Regions from separate parts of the Mus musculus genome. Here all the other regions are linked to region 3. A link is a contact called in public HiCAR-type and promoter capture Hi-C data. All regions are on one chromosome and are shown on one strand. The core of a region is the stretch at or near the end of the contact, and the rest is flanking DNA. Distances in the headings are between cores, read along the strand shown. Region 1 holds the start of Cxcr4 (chemokine (C-X-C motif) receptor 4). Region 2 holds the start of R3hdm1 (R3H domain containing 1). Region 3 holds the start of Mapkapk2 (MAP kinase-activated protein kinase 2).

Region 1 (3,659 bases), core at 641-3,140, 2.5 Mb before region 3:
GTGTTGAAGGAGATGGGATTTCTGTATGAGGATTAGCCAAAGGAGGAAGGAAAGAAAGAAAGAAAGAAAGAAAGAGAGAGAGAGAGAGAGAGAGAGAGAGAGAGAGAGAGAGAGAAAGAAAGAAAGAAAGAAAGAAAGAAAGAAAGAAAGAAAGAAAGAAAGAAAGAAAGAAAGAAAGAAAGAAAGAAAGAAAGAAAGACGGAGCTTGACGGTGGGGGTCCCCCAAAGACTCTTAGCTTTTTAGGCGCAAAACCTTGTTTTTCTCACGTCTGTCTAACACAAACTATTACATTTCGAGTCATGCGTAGTGAAGAAAGCTGGATAATGTGAAGGTCTTTGGGGGTTTAGGGTCAGCAGAGTGTTAGAAAGGAGCAAATAGCACTCCCCTACTTCACCCCGTGCGGCGCTTCTCTGGAAGGTGGGTCTCTCTTGCCAAACCCATGTTTATCACTGGGTGGATCTGGGACGTTAGAGTCACACTGTCCTGGGTGGGGAAAGTCACGGGGTCTGTACCCCGTGGTTTTCGCCCCCAAGTTTCACTTCCTCACTTTCCGGTCGCTTCCCATCCTGCAGCGGACCCAGTTAGTTACTGGAGTCCGAGGTAGGCAGCAGGAGTGGTCCAGACCGTGCGCACCCCGATGTCCGAGTCACCCACCTAGGGGCTGGCACCGTTGCCCATCATACCCAGGTCTACGACCAACACACAGCGGTTCTAGGGGTTCCTCCTGGCTGCGCGCCAGGATCGTTCCTCCGGGTGCGAGCGACAGATTGGGCTGCTCCAGCGCGAGCGCCTTTGAATTGCGCGCCGCCGGAGGAAACGGAAAAAAAAAAAAAAATCACCAAAGAACAAAACCCTCCCTAAGCGAGGGGGTTTCAAAAGGCTCAGGAAACCACCGACGGTTAAACACTGGGGCTCAGTCAAACAGTCTCCGAGCTTGCACCTGTTCATCCCTCCGGCGACCCGGCACAACCCAGGTGCGGTCCCAACATGCCCTCCTGTCCCCAACCGCCGTCATGGCCAGCAGCATCATGGTACAGACTTATGACCCTTTCTCAGGAACGATCCTAAAGGCAAGCCCGACCTCGGGAGGTTCGTTTGCCACTGCGGGGAAGTGGCGGGTCGGATGCCCGCAAAGCGCTGCTGCTCCATCCCAAAGCGACGTTCTCTCCGCGGCTGCCGCAGTTTGTGCCCCCCCTCTAGGCAAGCGACGCGGCAGACTAGCTCACTTTTCCCGCCGAAGACGGGCGCTCCTCTGTCTGCACTATGGAATTTCAGAACCGCACTCCTAACTCCAAGAACCGCTCCAAGACGCTCCGGTTCGAAGCTCACCCAGAATGTAGTGCCTACGCGTGCCGACTAAAGTCTCTAAATTCACACAATGTAAGAAACTCTAAGAAAACTCCTGTTTTCAGGAGGACCAGACGATGGTCTGAGTCTTGGGACAGAGGGCAAGCCCTTCTCCCTTTTTCAAAAAACTGGGACGTTTGCAAACAGCGTGCAAGTCGGCGCGCGCCGCGGGACTCAAGGGGGAGGGAAACAAGAGCAACCTTAGGAAAGCTCCATCTGAACCCGTCCCACTCAACTTACTGGCAAAAATATTCCTATCTTCCTCCCCCTATAGCCATGTTCACACACATAAAAAAAAATTAGTTCCCGCTCCTCCTTGTGACCCTGACACCCCTCAAGGTTTTAGTTGCTTCAACCCGCTCCTTAAAGGGGCTGAGCTCTAAGTTCACACGTTTGCACGTTTACTATAAAGTAGGATGCAAGTGGACTTACACTCACACTGATCGGTTCCATGGCAACACTCGCTCTACAGCCGTGGTGGTTACCGGAGCACCAAACGCCTCAGAGGTTTCACTGCTACCTGCTGCACCAGGCAACAAAATTGAAGTTTCTGGCCCGAACCGGACTTTTATAAAAACACGCTCCCGGGGCGGCGCATGCGCAGCTCGGACGGGGCGGGAGGAGACTGGCGGGGGCGGGGCGCAGGGCGCGGGCAAACAGAAGTCCAAGAGCCACTGCTGTTGTGTTTTAAGTCAGTATGGGTCCAGAGCCTGGCCGGATAATGTTCTCAGAGTTGGGGAAAGCAGGATGCCAGCCAGGGTGTTTCTGCGGGTCGCGCATCCATCCTTACCCACGTGGATAGAATTTTAGACCTGGAGTTTACGGGTGGAGAACTTGAGACAAGACTGGGGATGGGGGTGTGTGACTTGGAGCCTGCCTAACCAGTAGGCGGCAATGTTGGAACCTCCGCCAGGGTTCTATACTCTGAGCTGTCAGGAGTGATTACTACCAAAACTCTTCCAAGCAAGTGTGTGTTACTACATATTCATATAATGACATTAGGGTCAGGTGTGGCAGAAAGCACTTGCGGACCCATCCAGAAGCAGATATACTCCCAGGAAGAAAGTCACAATAGTGGCAACAATTTCGTGAAGAGATTTGGGTGTGTGTGTATGTAAAATGATTGAAATGTGCTTTATTATAAAGAATTGAGCGGCGAGGACTTTGTGTAATCACATCCTAAGAAATCCGCACAGAAACACTGGTTCATTTTCATTTCATAAGCACATAGGGGGATGCATCTAGTTAACAGATAATTACAGAGTCCCAGCTGGGAAGCTAGCCGCGATTCATGCGCAGTCAGTGGGCGCTCCACGAGCTCCAAGAGACCAAATGGAGCAGCCTGGGACTGCAAAGCCTGGCCTGAGCCCAGAGCTTTCGCTTCATGCCTATCTCGCGTCTCCCACGCAGAACACTAAGATGGGAAGTCTTAGTGAAGAGCTAGTTAGGTCAGGTTGGGGGCGTGGATGGCTAGGGAATCTCAGACAGGCTAAGGTTGCAGTGGGCGCCCAGACTGCTTCCCAGGCTCGCGCGGGATCCGACCGGCGCCGAGCCTGGGCTAGGCGGGGAGGGAGAAAAGGGTGGGGTCAGAACCAACCAGACCTCCAGCCAGAGACCGCGGGATCCAATGCCGGGGGCACTGGGGGTGGTGAGACATCCGGCAGCAGGAGCCTGGGTTGCTATGCAACCCAGATACCGCCCCCACCCCCTCCTGGAATGGACCAAAGGATAGGCAGGCCCAGACTGCGCCCTCAACTCCATCCCCGCCCCACTTCTCCCGTTCCTTTTTTGTTTGTTTGTTTGTTTGTTTGTTTGTTTTGTTTGAGGCAGTTTTATGTAGTACAGGCTGGACTCAGGCTCCGTATGTAGTTAAGGATGACCATGAATTTCTGATGATCCCGTTTGTCACCTGCCTAGTACTGGGATTACAGTTGTGTGCCACCACGCCCAATTTTCGTGCTGATAGGGCTTAAATCAGAGCTTTGTGTAGGCTAGGCAAGCAGTCTACTAACTGTACTATCATTTGCACCTCCTTCTTTAGCTAAGGAAGGCTTTCGGTTGGAAGTGCTGGGGAGCTGTTTTACAGCCTGGGAACTCGTCTCTCTCCATCTTCCTGTATGGCCTGGGCACTCTCCTTCAAAATGTGCTGTCAAAGTCCTCTTCTGCCCTGCACTTATGTGATCCAGAAAAGCTAAGGATGAAATTAGGAAGTGCGACCCTCAAAAACTGCTAAGTTAAAAGCCAAGAACTTCCACAAGCACTTTTAATTATATCCAATCATTACTAAAACATAGGCTCATATTTCCATAAA
Region 2 (3,764 bases), core at 1,150-3,649, 3.0 Mb before region 3:
GCATGTACATGGTGCACATACATGCACGCACTCAGACACATAAAATAAATAAACCTTTAAGAAAAAAACAAAACAGAACAAAAAGTAACACCTTTTTGCTAGGCATGGTGGTGACAGCCTTTAATCCCAGCATCCCGGTGGCAGGGGAAGGCTGAACTTTTTGAGATTCCTAAACATTTGAGAAGCAATGGTTTAGAGTTGAAAGTGAGGCTGGAACACAGTGACAAAGCACATTATCCAGCAAATGCAAGGCTCTCGGTTTGTCTCCAGCACTCAAAAAAATAAAAGACATACTAAACACCCTTAGCCCTTTTGGGGCTCAGATTAAATATTCAGTAATATGATTGTCATTATTACTACATATTGACTTCTACTCTGGAAGGACTTATGAAAAAAATCCCAACTAAGCATTTATGGACAATGCTAAGTTATCACTTGAAACTCTAACTCCTAGATGGGGATGATGCCTTCTGTTTAATATTCATATAGCACACACACACACTTGCACACACACACGTGAAAGTATTATATTGAAAAGCAAAAACATTTATTTTCTTTAAAAAAGTAAGAGTGTTTTGTCTGCTTGGAAGTTGCAGATATATTTCTGTCTCTGGGATTGCACTAGTTAGGACTCTCATCCACATAGTATATAAAACACCTCTTAACAGTTCTGGACACAGACTTAATACTTCAATAAAAATAATGAAAATAGAAAGGAATGGTTTTTAAATCTAAAAGTAGAAAGCAAAGAGGAAACCAAATCAACACACAAAACATAACTATGAAGATGCTAAATTTGGAGATATTAAAAAGACCAAGTAACATAAATTTTGCTTAATCTTTCTAACTCGTTTTAAACAAAACTTACCTTTCTGTGCACTCTTCAATCCTTTAAGCCTAGTATATTTACCACTAGTGTAAGTGCTCAATAAATATTTATGAGAAAAGTAGTAAGACAAAGTCTCCATAAAAATGATGGAGGAGACTTTTTTTTTTTTAAGATCCTGTTCAAAGGCAACTTCTGACTTCTGGGGACTATTTGTATAAATGGGAGGAATTAGTTCAGAATTTCCAATACCTTCCAGGACATGAACCTATGCTGCTTCACAGACAGTAGCTAAAGGCAAATTAAAGCATCCTCTACAAACTCAAGAGTGAACAGATCTGATAAACACTGGCTCTGCAAGACTAAGTAGCAAAGTAGAAAATTACATTACAGGCTCGAGAATTACACCCATGCCATTTCATATTTCTGGATGGGTTTTTTTAGGGGGAGGGGGCAGTGCGGGGGGGGGGGTTATTTTAGACAAGGTGAATTCTGTAGTCCCAGCTGTTTTAAAACTCACTCTGTAGCCCAGGCTATGAACTCGCGGCGACCTTTCAGCTTCCAGCTGTTACAGGCATCAGCCACCACGCCCGACTGTTACCCACTATTTTCTTATAGCGCAATTAAAGTGCAGTCAATTTCCCATCTCTTGCCCTATACAGTCCGCCAAAATGCAGCACTAGCTTCATAATCTTCAACTCCCGCCAAACTTTTTGCAAGCGTCTTCAACTAAGCGGAAGTGACGTTAAACGGATGACCTAGACTTGGAAGAGTTCAAATACCAGCACTCTAAAACATTGTAATGTGTTGAGAAAATTCCCAACCCTGTTATATTCTCCTTCCTTTAGCGATGCGAAAAGACCTGACTAGAACCTTGCGACTTCATTCTCAACTCCAAATTATTCAAAAATTTCCTCTTACTCATCTAGACAAGGAGGTTACACCGTAACCTCTCAAGAACTACAATTCCCATGAAACACTACCGGAAGCAAAATGAGGAAAACAGGGTCTCAAAGCATCTTGGGAACTGTAGTCGCAGGAGCCAAAGTGCTCAGAAGCCCTGCCTCCACCACTAAGACTGGAGGAACCAGGTGTTCAGCCTGGAACCCGTTACCGCTAAGGGGCGGAGCCACATCCTTAAAGCCTTCCTCTCATCTTCCCACATGAACGACAAAATTGTCCTTTCATCCTTAAAAAGCTCTATAATCATTCCCTGAAGAAAGAGAGTTGTCTACCACATCTCCAGTGATTAAAATCGCCCGGAACTCGCCCACCTCAGGATTCTACTCGTGGGAAAGGTGGCTCTTTCACAAGTGGGCAAAATGGCTGTCCTCCTAGCTTTATCATTGGTTGACTCTTACGTCGTTCAGGGACGACAACTTGCCCGGGATTGGTTCTTTTTCTTTTGTGGGTGGAGATAGACTTAGTCCCGTTCTCCCGCTGTCCCGCAGTGATAATGGGGGTGGAGCGAAAGTGGTTTTCAAACGCTGATTGGATAATTTGTATGTCACTTAATGTTGACCTAGCGTATGAGGTAGGCTGCTTTCCGTCAACGCGACGGAGAGGCGGGGCCAGTGCGTGGTGGGAAGGGGCGGGATTCTGCCGCCGCGGCTGCCGCTGGAGCCGGTGTCCGGGCTGGTGATGGGGTTAATTCCCTTCCGTGAGACTCTACCTTGCAACCAGCCGGCCCCGCCGTCGCCCCGCTGTGCCGCGCTCCCGCCACCTCCTCCTGCTCCTTCTCAGTAACGCGGGTAAGAGATGCTGTCCCCTCCCCCGCGGCGCCCCGGGAATAACGCGCTCGCTCCCCTCCCCCGCCCGCCAACCGGTAGCGCTAACGGAGCGGGAGAGTGAGGCAGCCGGGGAGCTAAGCGCTGAGGAGACGGCGTCCCTCCCCTCTCCTCCGGCCCGCCAGGGGCCGTCGGGTTCTGAGGCGAGCCCTCTAGTCGCCTCCACCGCGCGGTGCCCGCCGCTTCGCTGGGGGCCATGTGCAGCGCCAACCCCTTGAGGCCTAGCGGGGGAGCTGGGGACAGGTTCCCGAGCGTCCCTGCTGCAGCTGCTGCTCTTGCGAGCCCTGGAGATCCGGGGAGGACGGAGGGGAAAAGCAACATAGTCAGGCCAGGCTGGAGCAGGGACCGTTCGCGGAACTGTTCTCCGGGGCCTGGACCAGATGCCCGGGGCTGATACCCCCGCTCCGGGGAATTGTCACACACACCAAAAGGGAAACAGCACGTCGTGCCCGTACTGCCCGTACTGCTAGAAAAAACACAGTGGGGAAATTAGCAAGAAAGTTGAATGACTGTCAGAGCCTTGGTCGTTGATGGACGAACCTACGGGGGACGTTATGATGTAAATCCCCCTCCCCCCTTTCCATCCCTGTATATTAGAAGTTTTTTTTTTTTTCTTCTTGTGGTTATGTACCAGAGATTGTCACTGTTGTCTGAAGTTGCTTTTAAGGAGAAACAAAATTGGGTTTGGCTGTTGTGACTTCTGTGAATTGGGTCCTGAGAGAGCAAGTCCCCTAAACTAGTTAGAGGTGAAGAGGTATCTTCCAAAGCAGTGCTGCTTACTAAATAATAAGGTGCATTTCTGAAGAGGTAAAAATAGAATTTCTAGCATGAATGAATACACACAAACACACATATCCCACTCCTAAGGTTATAGTTTGGCTGGGTCACGTTAAAGAATCTCATACCATACTCCCCTTTATTTTAGATTTTTTCCCTGGACAGGGTCTCTCTGTGTAGCCCTGGCTGTCCTGGTACTCACAATGTAGACCAGGCTGGCCTTGAGCTCACAGAATCCACCTGTCTCTGCCTCCCAAGAGCTGGGATCAAAGGTGTGGCCCCCCATCGCCCAGCTAAAGAAACCTCTTAAATTTAAATGTCATTGATTCCAAGAGCATCGAGTCATAAAAAGATGAAATCAACCTCGAAGCCCC
Region 3 (3,608 bases), core at 865-3,364:
CAGCCTTAGCTCCAGGAGCAGGAGCAGGCTGCTTTCGTCAAAACAGACTGAGAGTCCCGTAGTCACCCACTTCTGACTAGAGAAGGGGAAGCACGAAGACTGCTTAATACTCGGCTAGGCTCCTTCCTTTCAAAACTATTCAAAGGAGAAAAGTACACGAACTTCTGTCAACTATACCAGCAATCTGAATTGACAGCCAAGAGCACTTCAGAGGACCGTGTGTGTATTCAAACAGAATAGGAAGGGGTGAAGCGGGGGGTTTTGTTGCGAAGTCTTTATACTGTGTTCCAACTATGCAGGAGAGTGAACAGCTAGTAGCCCCAGTCTGCTGGTGGGTAAAGGCAGATGGCATCGCAGAGGAGAGAGGAATCTTTCCGGGAAAGAACATCTGTACTTCCTCAACAATACAGTTAACTGTGGTCAAACTGTTCCCTTGCCTCCAGTCCCCAAGGTCAGAGCCACCGTTCAACCCAACCAACTCCTTTCCTCGCTTAGCTAACTCCCCAAGAGCTTATAGTTTGTTTGCTTGTTTTTTAAATGTGATGCAGAAGATGAAAACAGCAAAACATCATAAAAACTAAACTTATTTTCCCCCTACAAAGTACCAGGTTTCGGTCCCGTTGACCGTGTATGACAACGGCCTCACGCATAACTCAATCTATCTGTACTCTAGAATAGCTGAAACAAAGCAAGTTGTGTGGGCTGAAGGGGAAGAGCAAAATATAACACAGGAAGTACTTTGCTCCTCCAATCATTGAGACACCCCAGGAGAAAGAAACCTGACAAGTGACCTTTAGAGATATGGTGTAACCTGAAACCCTTGAGAGAAGAAAACTTTGCAGTGACCCTGAATGACAGCCTTCCCTGCTTCACTTGGACCTTTTGAAATCCCCATTCTCCACTACCACCGACAGAAGCAGAGACGGGTAGACCCACAGAGATTAAGAGTGGGTTTCCCAAATGCAGGAATAGTATTTCCTGCCTTTGAGTCTCCGGCTACCAGGGACCAGTGTACCAGCACTAGGCCAAGCCTGGCTTACAGACAAGGTTTCCTACGGTGGAGGGAGCAATGGAAACAGCCCGGCGCAAGCCTAAGGGGCAGCGCAGGCCAGGCGCTGGCGGTTCCAGACGATCGCGGGGCACGGAGGCGGGGTCCCCAGTCTCCAGTGCCGCGCCGCTCCGCGCCGACGCGCCCCACCGCTGCGCGCCGACCTCGCGAGGCCGAGGAGAGCGAAGTCACATTCCGGCTCCCAAATAAGGAGTAGGGTTAAGGAAACCTCAGAGAGCGAACTTCTCCAAACCGACCGACCAACCAGCTCAATGAGTAAAGGGCCTTTTGTGCCCGCAGAAAGGAAGGAGGGAGGGAGGACGAGGCCACCGTGTCCTCGGCGCCGGGTAAAGCGAGCAGAGGCCGTCCGGGTCCCAAGAGTGGCCACCAGGCTGGATCCCACTCACACCCCAACATGGCAGTCCCCGTGAGTCCTCTCGGGTGCCGGCCACTCGCGGGGTGACCGGAAGCTGCACCGGATCTCAGCGCGATCCCGGGCGGCCCAGACTTACCTTTAGGGCGAATTTTTGCTGGGTTCTCTTGTCGAAGATCCGCAGCACCTTCCCGTTGATGCCCAGGCCAAGCACTTGGCTGGTGACCTTGTAGTCGTCGGTGATGGCGTTCTTTCGGATCTGCAGGCCCGACTTGACGTGGAACTGGGGGAACGGCGGCGGCGGCTGGGCCGGGGCTGGCGGTGGAGGGCTGGGGAAAGGCGCCGGCGGAGTCTGGCCCGGAGAGCCCGACAGCATGGTGCCCGGCGACTCGCGCGCAGAGGCAGGGGCCGCGGCCGCCCCCTCCTCCGGCTCGGGCCCGGGTCCCCGCCACGCCCCGCCCGGCGGCGAAGTTTGCTCCGGGCTGGAGCCGGCTGCCCCGCCCCGGCCCGGCTCCAGGCTCGGCTGGTCGCGGGGCCCCGTGGGTCCCGCTGTGCGCCGCGGGCGCCCACCAGCCCTGCTCCCTCCCCCCGGAGACGTGCGCTCCGGGGAACGCGGGACGGCAGGGCCCGGCCGGAGGAATCGCCGCGCCGAGAAGTACCAGCCCGGGGGCGGCGGCCGCGTCACAGGCTGCTCGGCGTCCTGGGCTAGTCCTTAAAGGGGAGGATCGAGGGTGGGGCTTGACTGGGAGGCGTGGACATGGGGGAGGGGTGGGCCTTAAAGGGGAGGAAGTCCAGTGGCGGGAGAGCTTAGGGACTGCGAGCAAGCGGGCTTGTGGAGGGCATCGAGACATCCTAGTTCTTAACCCGGGCCGGGCAGAGGGGAAAGGGAGGAGGGCAAAAGAAAAGCTGCTGGATAGTTCAAACAAAACCCTCACTCCTCCAGCTGCTTGGATCTAGAAGACAGGTCATCGGAGAATTGGAGGAGATGTATTTTGAAAGAAACGGATAATTGATAAGAATCTTTCTACGTGGACTCTGTGGGTGGGGGGTGAGGGGTACCCGAGCAGAGCGAGAATCCGGGGGCCAGGACTGGGGGAATAAGAGAGACTATTCATCCTAGGATCAGGTGTCAGGCAATAGTAACAATTTCCTTAACATACTTGTGAGTTTTACTTTTTTTTTCTCTCATGGACTTACTGGTTTTCACTGAGAAGAATGTACTACTGTGATACCACGAACAATTTAATTATTATGAATTCGAACATATTTTTATATAAACCCAAAATGACCCAAGATGGAATGGGGCACTCTAGCCACCTGTTATCCCGGCTATATGCAGGAGACTGAAGCAGGAGGATAACAAGTCACAGGGCCAGCCTGAACAACAAAGACAGACTCTGTCTTAAAATACCCACAAACTTCATGTCTCTCTGGGAGGTACACTTATACATTTGTGTTCTTAATTCATTGCGATTATAGAGCAAGGGGAAGGGCTGGGAAATGGTTCTAGAGTTGGGGAAATGGTCCCTGCGGCCATAGCCAATAAGTAGTCCTGAAGCAACCTAGTTCTAGTACAAATCTCTGGGCCTAACTGGCCTGTAGCACTGCTGAGATCCACAAGGGTTTGACTGTTACAGCAGTTAAGAAATGAGACAAAGGAACAAGATAGATACAAAGCTCTGGTTTACTTACTAATACAGACAAATTAAAGATGAGACCTGACCCATGGTCACACAAAGTCTTTAATATGTCCCAACAAAACTCTGGAGACGAGACAGTGCCCTGAGAAAAGGGCGTTGGAGACATAGCCCAGGATGGCAAGACTCATTTGCTGTTCCCTGTTTAGATTTCCGGAAGATACTTGTTCCAAGGAAGACAGAGATGAACAGGTGGAGGACTGTAGGCCCCCTCTTGAGATCCAACTCACTATGGATCAAGGAGACAAGCGCTTTTTCAGTGCTCAATACTTCTCGCTCATCCCTGTGGTGATAATTCTAACTGGGGGGGGGGGGGGGGGGAGGGGGATAGATGCAGTAGTTGGGTTAGCAGTGTGGCAGATACAGACCTGGGAATAGAAGGCACATTGGCTCTCCTCAGTCTGCAGCTGGGTAGATTCCTTCCACACTGAAGACAAAGCTACACAACGCCCTGTTTCAAAGGCACTGCTTGAGGCTGTGGAGATGCAGG

The links. Promoter capture Hi-C pulls out the DNA fragments that hold promoters and counts their contacts. HiCAR-type assays count read pairs that join an accessible place to other places.
Region 1: a contact with region 3 is called in a promoter capture Hi-C map of cranial neural crest. The contact joins the promoter of Cxcr4 here to the promoter of Mapkapk2 in region 3. A contact is called at or near these places in 3 of 39 promoter capture datasets (the C10 cell line, cranial neural crest and hippocampal neurons) and 2 of 115 datasets of contacts at active chromatin or transcription factors (astrocytes and embryonic stem cells).
Region 2: a HiCAR-type map of astrocytes shows a contact between it and region 3, with 7 times the contacts expected there. The contact joins the promoter of R3hdm1 here to the promoter of Mapkapk2 in region 3. A contact is called at or near these places in 1 of 39 promoter capture datasets (liver), 1 of 115 datasets of contacts at active chromatin or transcription factors (astrocytes) and 1 of 9 other capture datasets (adipose tissue).

What each region holds. Positions count from the first base shown.
Region 1 is chr1:128,590,409-128,594,067 of GRCm38.p6, forward strand. Cxcr4 (chemokine (C-X-C motif) receptor 4) reads right to left here and starts at 1,891. Exons shown (of 2, transcript NM_009911.3): 1 at 1,781-1,891. The coding sequence starts at 1,801.
Region 2 is chr1:128,100,907-128,104,670 of GRCm38.p6, forward strand. R3hdm1 (R3H domain containing 1) reads left to right here and starts at 2,400. Exons shown (of 27, transcript NM_181750.2): 1 at 2,400-2,577. It overlaps Zranb3 (zinc finger, RAN-binding domain containing 3), which reads right to left and starts at 1,565. Exons shown (of 21, transcript NM_027678.3): 1 at 1,347-1,565. It also overlaps the pseudogene Gm29383.
Region 3 is chr1:131,095,729-131,099,336 of GRCm38.p6, forward strand. Mapkapk2 (MAP kinase-activated protein kinase 2) reads right to left here and starts at 2,115. Exons shown (of 10, transcript NM_008551.2): 1 at 1,561-2,115. The coding sequence starts at 1,797.